Linked DNA regions of Mus musculus: all the other regions are linked to region 1. The links are chromatin contacts, called in public targeted proximity ligation maps. All regions are on one chromosome and are shown on one strand. The core of a region is the stretch at or near the end of the contact, and the rest is flanking DNA. Distances in the headings are between cores, read along the strand shown. Region 1 overlaps Gm29863 (a long non-coding RNA gene). Region 2 has its middle 24 kb from the start of Gm36774. Region 3 has its middle 61 kb from the start of Gm36774. Region 4 has its middle 6.7 kb from the start of Gm36914.

Region 1 (2,814 bases), core at 225-2,724:
ACGTCATCTCTCCAGTTGTGCATCAGGGCTACATGCATGTCACTTGGCCACTCTGCTATCTAAATCAGGTGTTGGGGGTGGGGTGGGGAATCAAGGTTAGTGTGAACAGCTGGCATCTGCGTCCGGCCAGGCCAGCTGAACTTCAGCCTGAAGCTTGGCCCAAGCCCAGACTGATAAAGCCTTAGCTTAGCTCTAGATTTCTACAGAATTAGTGTGCAGAATGTAAAGACATGAAGACCAGCTCCATCTGCTGTGCATGTCTCTTGAGGCCATTGGGGGCTTAACTTGCTTTGGGGGAGAAGACAGTAGAGTGGAGTGGGGTGAACCCGGGGGTATCTTTGCCTCTGGCCTGTTTCAACCTATCCATCAAAATGCTGACCTATATTCCAGTGACACATATTAGATCCAAGCAGGACAAACTACCCAGGGTGTCCTCCCCCCTCCCACTTAGGCAAGGGGGCAGCCACATCTGTTCTTTCTCCTCAGGCTCCAGATGTGAGCTGTGAGGGGCAGAAGGAAGGTTGTTAAGAGGCAAGTCCGGTGCAGCAGGAACAGCACTGCATTCTCAGGAAAGCAGCAGTAAGCAGTGGGGTGAAAGAAAGAAAGATAGGTTTTCGGATCCCCAGATCTCCCCCCCCCCCCAAGCCATTGTTTTTAAAATGCTTTCCTGTATTTCTGTAGAGTGGGCAGATGGCAAGATCCTGGAAGTGTAAAACAGCTACAAGAAACAAGATGATTCAGACAGAAGGAGTATGAATAAATCCTGGCTGGTCATCTCATTATTAATCAAGATACCACCACCCACCCTCTACCGCCTTGTAAGTGTGTGCGGGTACAAACACACACACACACACACACACACACACACACACTCACTTGCTTGCATCTGTGCATACATGCATCTCCCTCTATTGCTGACTGCCTTATACCCCTGAAGTAGACTCTCTCACTGAACCAGTGCCGATTTTGTTTTTTGCCTAGGCCGTGGGCTAAAAAGCCACTGTAATTCTCTCTCTTGTCTCTGTCTTCCCTGCCTCAGTGCTGGAATTACAGGCCCACTTGGGTACATTCAGTTTTTTATGTGTGTGCTGGAGATCTGAACTCAGATCCTCACATTCAGGAAATAAGTGTTCCTACCCACCAAGCCTTCTCCTGAGCCTATCTTTAAGTTTTCATGCCTTGTTTCATTTTTAGAAGGGTGCAGTGTACAGTCAGAGCTCTGTTTGAGGCTTTGGATAGGAAAAAAAAAGGCACCATTTTTACATTTTACTTATTTTGTGAATTGGCTCATTTGGAAGATGTGGGGATGAGACCACTCATTGTCAGTAGAGGAAGAAAGAGAAAATGGAACTCCTATGGAGGACGCCAGAGCCGAGAGTCAGGGCCACAACCAAAAGCCAGGGATGGTGCCCTCTAAAGCACAGGAACTGTGCCTAAGAGAGATATTTTCAAGTGGGCCTGTGGTTTACCACAGTGTCCTCGTGATCAGTATAGTGGTCAGATGTCAGGCGTAACTGAAAGTAAGTTCGTTTTCCCACAGTGGGGAGAGAGAGAGGGAGAGAGAGAGGGAGAGAGAGAGGGAGGGAGAGAGGAAGGGAGAGAGAGAGAGAGAGAGAGAGAGAGAGAGAGAGAGAGAGAGAGAGAGAAGCAAAAAAGAAGAAAACATTTGCTCATATGAAACGAATACTTTTCCATTTTAGAGCTGGGCTGGCGCAGGCTTGAAAAAAACGTACCATCACCCGTGTGATGTTTCTGAAGAAAGCCGGAGAAGCAGCAACAGTTGGTGCCTTTGATTAGCAGAACATTTCAATCCCCACCCCATCTTTTCTCCAAATAGTCGTTCACAATGCGAGTGCTCAGCCCCACTGTTTGCTCGGTTCAATAGATCTGGGGGCAAGGGTTATGCCTTCCTGTTACCATGGGGCTGGCAGAGAGAACTGGAGGCCAGTGATCTTAGTCTGAGCTTCAGGATCATGGCTAGCTCCCTACAACTGTCCCCAGATGTTCCCAATTCAACCTGCAGTGCAGATTACGTAATCATCTCTTCACGACGCATGAGCATAGGGGGAACTCTGGGCTCCAAAGAGTTAAATTGTCATCTGCAATGGAATAAATGGTTTAACCACAAATTCATCCTGTGCTCGCCTACTTATGTGTTACCCTGGGTGCATGCATTTCCCCCTTTCAGATATTATTATCTTTTATGATATCATATCTTAAAATGGCTCCTCTGTCATTTAGGAGCAAGGTCTCCTAGGTTCACCACCAGAAATGGAGCTGAGTGCTTTCTGTATTCACATATGTCACATAAGCCCTGGGAATACAGGGTGACAGTGTACCACTCACTGCCTGGAAGACAGGAAGCTGCATATTCTAGGCAGCCCTGCATCCCACCTTGGATGCCTTTTCTTTCTGTCCTGATCCTTAGCAAAACCAAGCATCCGAACCTGATCTTTCCATCTCCCTGAGCTGGGACTACCTTGAGCATCCAGTGTGAAATTTCCTGCTGACATTGTTTTGGCTGGATTGCTAGCTACATGTGGGAGAATTTAGCTCAAACAGCACAAAGCTAATAGCATGCCTCTGTGCAGTCAAAGGGAGATCAGTAGAAAAAAGGTGACGTCATGGATATTTCAGGGACTTCAGGTCTGCTGTGCAAAGCGGCTTCTTCACTACACATAAGTCAGAACCTGGAATTGAGACAAAAAACAACTCTCCCTTCTCATAAATAGCTGCTCCGGGACTCAAAAATATTCTAAATGCAATGGTTCAGATATGGTCCCTTTTCCTTGGAGATCCATCTGATTTCCCAAG
Region 2 (2,700 bases), core at 122-2,621, 200 kb before region 1:
CTGTTTATCAGAGCGGTTAATTTAAAGCTAGGTGTCTAAAAATAAGACAAAGACAACATGAATGACTAAGTCAGTAACGGTGGCTGTGGCTTGAGACCGGCTGAGTCATTGCATTCTCTGTTTCTTTGAGAGGATAGTCTCCCCTTTCCACCACAGTGGCTCACGGCACACCCACTATTATCTGCAGATGCTTCTGAAATGATTATTGACAACACGGCTGCTCATGGCTCGACCAACAGAACCCTTTTGCAAACATCGTCAGCATCAAGTTTGAGGCTCTGTGCCTTTATTTCCGGGAAGGATCTCCCATATTGAATTATGACAGTGAGAGATATTAGTAAAGGCAAGAAGGGATAGTTCAGCATGAAACATAGAGCCAGACCTCTTAACCGATTTGATTGTGAACTGAACCCCCAAAGCAAAAGTGTTAAGAATTCCTGGGGGTTTGGAGATTCTGGGAAGGTCCTAGGTATTCATTTCTTTCTTTAATCCCTAAGCATTGACAGATGGCTTCTTAGGCCTACTGCTGAACCAGGCTGATTCAGAAGAGCGGGGAGGGAGACTTAACTGGGCTTCTCGCAGTTAAGGAAAAGACACCCCATACTTTCTCTGGCTGTGAGACTATAACAGAGAAAAAAGTAGGAAACCAATCCAGCTGCCTGCCCTTGGTTTTCACCAGGCACTTATTGGGGTTGGCTAGTGAGTGCTTTCTCCTTCCTCTCCCCGTGACAAGTGAGACCTGGCTGGGCTTAGTCCTGATTCCCTTTGGCTGCCAATCACCCAGCAGCTGCGATGCGGAGGTCATTCTTCCCTTTTCCAGGATTTCTGACAGAAGTGGAGCAGGACTTTTCTAGAGAACAGGATCACGCCAAGACCCAACTCTTCAGGTCAGGGCAGAGTCTGAAATTCCAGGTGGAATAAAGCTTTGGCCAACCACCACAGTCACCAAAATGACAGTTTACCTTAAGCAAATGCTGTCCTGTAGCAGGCCCTGGATAGGCGGGGCACCTCATCTGAGGTCCTCAGACAGCTTCATGAGCTGGGTTTTATAGTCTCCTTTTACTAACGAAGAAACTGAAGTTCCTAACATTGATTTTCTTCTAGGAGGAGGGTTACTGAGCATGCAAGGCATGGTGTGAGCAATGCTGGATACAATGGGAAACGAGATAAACACAGTCCTTCCTGTAGGCAGCTGGCATTCAGCTACTAATTGTGGCAGCGTCAAGACTGGAACCTTGGTTGGCTCGACTCTAAAGATTACTTAAATTCTATGTACAATTTCTTATAATCTAAGATACCTCCCGGGGGCATGCTGGAAAGTCAGCCTGCCCAGAGCAAACACTGAGTAGATAAGATATGAACTAGGTTGACCTTGTAATGTTAGACTGTTGTGAATGGTAAACTCACACGGCCGGGCACCCGGTCTATCTTTTGCCACACTCTCAACTATCTCTGAATAAGTCTGTGCCGGACAATAGAGAACTAGCAGTCACATTCTGGCTTTCCCTTTACCTGAGAATGGCTTCCCCAGCCTGGCTGCTAAAGCACAGTGTGGTAGGACAGAGGAAGTCTCTGTGCCTTTACATGTAATGGCTTTAATTCTTCTTCTTCTTTTTTTTCTTCTTCTCAATTTTCACACGCCCCTGCACTTCCTGCTCTTTCCTTTGCCTGGAAGCGGAAGTACTGAAGAGACAAACTGTTCTTATGGTTTTTAGACTCTGGCTGAAACCAGAAAGGCTCGGGTTTCAGAAAAGCAACCCTTTCTGGGTTCTTTGTCTAGGAGACAGGGCTGGATGCCGAGAACTTTGAGTTTCTACTCCTTTGGCTTGTCTGGACTCAGCAAGGCCAATTAAAAAATTGATCTTACCTGCAGCTTCATTGTTTAACACCAGACACCTCACTGACTTTCATTTCCCGTTTGTAACTGAATGGATGGGTCATTAACGGAGAGGCAGTAATGAGATTCAGTTCTTGATTATAGCTTGATCATACACTGATTTGCTCACTCGACAAATATTTATCAAACAACCTAATATATCCTTCATAAAGAACCCTTATGAACATTCCTAAAGAGACAGCACCTTGTAGGGGAAAAAAAATTAAGTATGCTTCATGATAGAAGAGGAAATTGCTCTGGTGTTTTGGGTGGGGGAGACAACCACTATTTCAATAGGATTGTTAGGAAGATCTGAAGGTGCTGAGGGAGGAAGCAAGCTATTGGATGCAAGGGAAGAGGGTTTTAGGTGGGGAAAAAAAAAACCAAATGCAAGTGTCCCGAGCCTTGAACCCCTAGCGTGCATAGAACAGCAGGGCAGCTAGTAGACTTGGAACACAGTCAGCAAGGGTCAGAGAGGAAGGAGACAGGCAGAGGGGAAATGGGGTCAGCTGTGCCCTGAAGACTTGAGAACAGAGGAAGTCTTTCAGGCTGTTTTGGGAGCGAGCTGGGGAGCCTCTGGAAGGTTTTGAGCTGAGAAGGAATATGCCCTGGTAGTTACTAACTGCATTGGCTATTTTTGCAGAAACAGAAGGGACCTCCAACTGACCTGCCTACACACGAGGAGCAAGGGACAATGGATGGATGCGAGATATGTTGGTGTCTCCTTCCCCTCCATGGCAAGGTATTGCTCTCATCTCAGTTGAGGCAGAGGGGCCTCTTCCAGTGTTAGTGACTGTCAGCCCAACCCGCAGCCTGAGGAGGAC
Region 3 (2,700 bases), core at 152-2,651, 230 kb before region 1:
GTGGCTCACAACCATCCTTAACGAGATCTAACTCTCTCTTCTGGAGTGTCTGAAAACAGCTACAGTGTACTTACATATAATAAATAAATTTAAAAAAAAAGAATTCTGATGGTGATGATAGGAAGTCATTCCTTTCTATCAGGGTCTGTATAACTGGTTGTGGACTTTTCTAAGTGTCAGAAAACATGATGGCTCAAACATTGCAATACAAACAGTATGAATCAGTTGGTATGTATAAAGTATCCACCCTCTAATAAATTGTTTTCAACCAGTGAGTTGCGACCCCCTTGGGGTTGAATATCAGCTATCCTGCATATCAGATATTTACATCCTGATTCATAACAGTAGCAAAAAATTACAGCTATGAAGTAGTAATGAAATAATTTTATGATTGCGGGTCACTACAACATGAGGAACTGTATTAAAGGGTCACCAGGATTAGGAAGGGTGAGAAGCATTGCTCTAATATAAGCTGTAAGAAGCTGTCTGCTTATGTCAACTGTTTCTGGGTTCTTTATCAACAATAAGAAGATAGCCACTGATTTTTTTTTTTTTTTTTTTTTTTTTTTAGTATTTTACATAGGGAACGCATCCTGGCAACTCCCTTAAGTAATCAATGAAACCTTTGCCCTATAGGAGGGAGCAAACCTCGGGACACCTGCTGTGACACTCAAGGCTTTCGTTGTTTCTAGTGGACACTGTCAAGGTTGTTTTTCAGTGTGGGGTCATTCAGAGATTCAGGCAAGGACGCATCATCGTAGTCTAGGGTCTCAGAATACTCCTGGAGGTCACCTGAATCTTGTGTCACCTGGCAAAACAAAAGAGAGAGGATATGGGGGAATCACTGAGAAGCTTAAGGTCCAAGACTCTGCCCCTCCCCCTACCGACCAGAAATCCATTTTATGGCTCCATCTAAATGCTGGAAGTCATCGACCAGAAATCAATTCCACGGTTCCACGTAAATGCTAGGAATCTAGGAAGGACTTTCTCATACAACTAGGAGAAGAAATGATTTTTACCTAGTTTCTGTCAAGCAGACATCAAGGGACTTCTCATAAAATATGCAAATGCAGATCTGGGACTCAAGCTCATATCAATTGGACTCTAAGGCTGAGCTGTTAACCTCATGTCTACACCCCCCTCCCTCAAGGTTTCCTGTCTTGTTGTTTTATCCCGTGCTTAGCTACATCCTGAAGAGGTTATGATTGCTTTTTTGTAGAAGACGGAGCGATGGCCAGTTTGAAATGTCTTCTCTGAAGGGACAGAAAAATGGACTCTGTGATACTTCCTGTGTGAAGACTATTCACGTCAACAGCTCAAAGGGCACTGTTCCTGCTTAACCAACTCCTGCAGACATGGGGAGACCACACTTGATCTTATCCTGTGGCAGACTGCTTGCGAAACTCTCAGTTGGATGCCTTTCAACAGCACAAACTGCTCCCCGTTGTGGTCTAGAGAGCCCAACCGGTGTAATAGGCAGAATTCCATTCTGTGAGCTCAGGTGTGTAGGAAAAGCAATTTTATTTTTTTTTCACTTCAAATTGCCACATTGAATTAAGTCCAATATAAGGGTCAATATCTCTGGATGCAGGCGTTTATTGAGGAAATTTTGGAGTTATTACTCATCCTACGAGCAATACTAACATATTTGGTATTGTCTATGTATGTGTAAACTTTAGTTCAAGAGGAATTGAAAGCCCTCTTTCTGGTGGCTTCAGCACCTGCCCATGTGTGAGGCACATGCATAAATAAAAATGCATTTAAAAAAAGTTTCATTAGCAACGTGCAAAAAGACCAGGAAGAGAAAGGGATATACATACAGTATTTGGAAAGCAAACATATTGTTGCGGTTGTTTCCAGGAGTAGCTTCTAAGCCATGGTCTTCATGTGAGTGTAGGAGGCTGCAGGGCCCTTGGATACTGAGGTAAACAAGAGTCCCAATCAAAACTGCACACATACTAGTCCTTTTAGGATGGATGATAACAATGTGGAAGGAAATCTGGATCCAATAATAAGGATGGGGGAGGAACATTTTATCTCCCACCTGGAGGGGGGAAGTTGGATTATTGTATAGAATTTATAATCTTGTCTCATCATAATGAGTGTGGAGGAAAGTAAATTTAGAACACAATCTGCATGAACTGATGTCATGAATTTCTCAATCAGTTTAGTTTCCCTTTTATATACGCATTTCAGGGACATGTAATAAAAATCTATGTCCCCAAAAGTCTACAGAGATTTTCAGCAAAAATAAAATAAAAATTTTAAGGGCTGAGAATGGACTCTTTCATAGATTAATTTGAGACATAACTTCTTTCTTAGTGGGACACAAATTAATGATGCATTTTATAACCAATGGTGTCTACGTATCAACAAAATAGCTGATTGAGCTCTCATTCCTTTGTGTAATGAAAATTAAATTTCAGTCAGCTCAGCAGCTCAGTTCTTCACCCCAACCCCCCCCAGCCCCCTCCAGCCCCCCCCAGCCCCCCTCCCAACCCCAAGAGCTCTCTGAGGCTGCTAAGGCTGGCAATGTTTTCTCATCTCTCACTTCCTGCTTCCAGTTTTTCCTCTCCTCAGTGACCTTGATCTTTAAAACTCAGTGGAAGAACAGACTTTCTTACTTCCTGGACATTCATAGACAAGCCCTCTATTGACTATCCCTTAATCACCTTTGAAAGTGGAATTATTGCTGGGCTA
Region 4 (2,704 bases), core at 162-2,661, 150 kb before region 1:
AGAGAAGTCTAGTACTCAGAATAAGTCAAGAACCTTTAATACAACATTGAAGGACAATAACCAATTAAAACCGGCCGAACCATTATAGTAAATATTTCTCCTGAAAAATGTACAAATGAAGCTGAGTGTGGTGTCACATACCTATAATCCCAGCACTCAGAGGGGGCTGAGGCAGGAGGAGTGTGATTTCAAGACTGCCTGTGCAGCATCAGGAGACTATGGATTAATCCCCTCTTATATACACAAATGGTCAAGACTCAACATTGAGCTATCTGAGAAATGTAAGTCAAAGGCACAATGAGGTACCATTTCATACCTACTAGGGTGGCAATCATTATTATCATGATTACTATCAATTATCCTGAGATAGTAACAGAGGTAAGTGTGATGTTTTAAATTAAAATGGCCCCCATAGCCCCATAGGGAATGATACTATTAGGAGGTGTGGCCATGTTGAAGGAAGTGTGTCATTAGGGGCAGGCTTTGAGGTTTTGGATGCTGAAACCAGGCTCAGTGTATTGTGACTCATTCTCTTTCTGCTGCCTGCCAATTCAGATGTAGAATTCTCAGCTACTTCTCCAGCAGCACGTCTACCTTTGTGCTGCCATGCTTCTTACCATGATAATACGTATCCCCATATTTCTTCACTATTCACCCTTGCCTATCCCTGCCCTGCCGCGAGTCTTTAAACTCTAGTCACAGCATGGTTAACACAAGATGCTAAAAAAAAGCATAAGAACAGCTGTTCTGATTCCGTGCTTCACGACCTGCTCATAGCGTGCTCCAGCTGTGGAGAGCAGCTCTAAGGGAGGTCCAAGCTTTAGTTCTGGTGAGCGAAGCTGATACAAAGGTGAGCCAGAACACAGTCTCCCGAAGTGCATCCTTCTGCCTCACAGGACAGGGTCCACTCAAGCTTTTGCCCAGTTGCTCTCAGAGTCAAGGGTTCTTCCTAACCTTTCCACAGACAGAGACCTCCTCAAGCTCAGGTGTTAGAACCTGCCAAGGCTCCACCCATCGCTGGCTTCCTGTGAACAGGTGTGCTTGGAACTTTGGAACCTGTGTTTTGAAATTTGTAATTTGAGGTCCTCAGAGGTTGCAGGCACCATCTAGGAAAAGGGGAGGGATTTGAGGCAAAAGGGACTAAGATTCTGACTCCTACCTCATTCGAGAGGAAAGAACCAATCCGTTTAACAGAGTGTCCTTAATGGCGGTTGAGTGTATGGGGGTGGGGGAGGGGGGGTGTCTGTGTGCGCAGATGCAGCTCAGAGAGCTCTCATTCACTGCCTTTCCCTCTGGCTCTCTCCCTGCACACACTGTTCTCTGAGCTCCATGGCTTCCTGTGCTGCGCTTCCTGTTTCCTTGTCAAACTTCATATAAGCATTTGCTGAGGGCTGGGCAGGTGTCAGGCTCCGTGGCTGGGAGGAAGCAGCAGGTGGAGGACATAGGATGTTGATGACACTTGGGCTGGAGTTCACCAAGTTCCCCTTTTAGTTCGTAATCTCTGTTTATGATTTGAGTACCTAGGAGAACCGGCTAATTCCAGCAGATGGAAAAGAACTCTAGCAGGCTAGAGCATCCCAGGCCAACGAGAGCTTCAAATACTTTGAAGATAGAGGATAACCCTTCCTGCCTCTCATTCCTGGGAGTGTCCTCGCAGGCTCTGTAGGTCTCTCGAAAACGTAGCTGATACACTGAGTAGTTCTCCAACCCTTTCCTTCTGACCTCAGCCAATCTCCTCCTTTGTGATCACACATTTCTAGGGTGTGCTAGGCAGGAACGATTCTTGTCTCTATTTAATGATGCTTAAATATAATAAGTGTAATTCCTACAAGACAGTCTTGGCCAAAAATAGAAAACCCTGTTGCTCTTTCACTTCACCTCCCACTCTCCCACTCCTACGTTCACACCACAGCATCCTATAAGGTTTTTGTTTGTTTGTTTTTTTAATCACCTAAAGCCATTGCTTTCTGGGCTAGTGTGCCCCCTTGAAGAGCTGGCATTTGGCCTGTAGTCTGGGCAACTACCTCAGATTGCCTCCTTGGAAAGGAGGGTGACCATGTCAGTTGGGCTGAGCATAGGCTTTGCAGATGGGGGATCTGGGGAGCTTAGGGGTGATACACTCTCTGCTAAACCATCAGGATGGCAGCTTCGTCTTTCATCTGGGCTCCTCTATTGTACTGGTGGCTATTGGTTCTTTTCCTTTCATTAAAGTACAGTGGTTGTTTGCTAAAGACGCTTTTGTTCAGAGGGAAACAATGCTTCTATGTTCCAACAGGAGAAGTGTCAGCTGTGGGAGGAGAGAGGAGAGGGTGGGACTCTCCCTACAGAGCCCTCTGGTGGACTTTTTCAGTATGCATTGCTTCTTCTGCCTTCTTGAAGGAATGGCTTCCTTCTGCTCATGGAGGGAGGCTCCTGATGCATCTGATGACTGCCCGTTGTGGCTTTCAGGGCCCATGGGAGCTGATGGCCCTCCTGCTGGCCTGCATCCCCAGCTTCATCCACTGGCCATTCCGTTCCAGGTGTCTTCTCCAGCAGTTTCTCTAGGTTGGCTTTGACCCACTGCTCCCATTCTGCTTCCTTCATCAGCCACAGGCTACTAAGCAGTCCCTATCCCAACCCCTTCTCATCCTGGATCTTTTACTTCAGGCATCACCCTCTTGGCAGGATCTGACACAACCTCGTTCTTGCACCTTGCTCAGAAGCT

What was found.
Region 2: a contact with region 1 is called in a targeted proximity ligation map of memory CD8 T cells, with 140 read pairs. A contact is called at or near these places in 13 of 484 Hi-C or Micro-C datasets (the G1E-ER4 cell line, LSK cells, common lymphoid progenitors and 5 more) and 6 of 130 datasets of targeted methods (bone marrow-derived macrophages, effector CD8 T cells, large pre-B cells and 2 more).
Region 3: a contact with region 1 is called in a targeted proximity ligation map of memory CD8 T cells, with 4 times the contacts expected there. A contact is called at or near these places in 3 of 484 Hi-C or Micro-C datasets (liver, natural killer cells and nephron progenitors), 7 of 130 datasets of targeted methods (the SCID.adh cell line, bone marrow-derived macrophages, embryonic stem cells and 3 more) and 1 of 9 other capture datasets (embryonic stem cells).
Region 4: a targeted proximity ligation map of the SCID.adh cell line shows a contact between it and region 1, with 27 read pairs. A contact is called at or near these places in 43 of 484 Hi-C or Micro-C datasets (the 63-12 cell line, B cells, the Ba/F3 cell line and 27 more), 21 of 130 datasets of targeted methods (the 230-238 cell line, CD8 T cells, DN3 thymocytes and 13 more) and 1 of 9 other capture datasets (embryonic stem cells).

Annotation. Positions count from the first base shown.
Region 1 is chr19:33,100,052-33,102,865 of GRCm38.p6, forward strand. Gm29863 (a long non-coding RNA gene) reads left to right here. Exons shown (of 5, transcript XR_386659.2): 4 at 682-818; 5 at 1,701-2,110. Among named protein-coding and RNA genes, the nearest start is that of Gm29863, 16 kb to the left of the region's middle.
Region 2 is chr19:32,904,635-32,907,334 of GRCm38.p6, forward strand. No RefSeq gene overlaps it. Among named protein-coding and RNA genes, the nearest start is that of Gm36774, 24 kb to the right of the region's middle.
Region 3 is chr19:32,868,145-32,870,844 of GRCm38.p6, forward strand. No RefSeq gene overlaps it. Among named protein-coding and RNA genes, the nearest start is that of Gm36774, 61 kb to the right of the region's middle.
Region 4 is chr19:32,952,105-32,954,808 of GRCm38.p6, forward strand. No RefSeq gene overlaps it. Among named protein-coding and RNA genes, the nearest start is that of Gm36914, 6.7 kb to the right of the region's middle.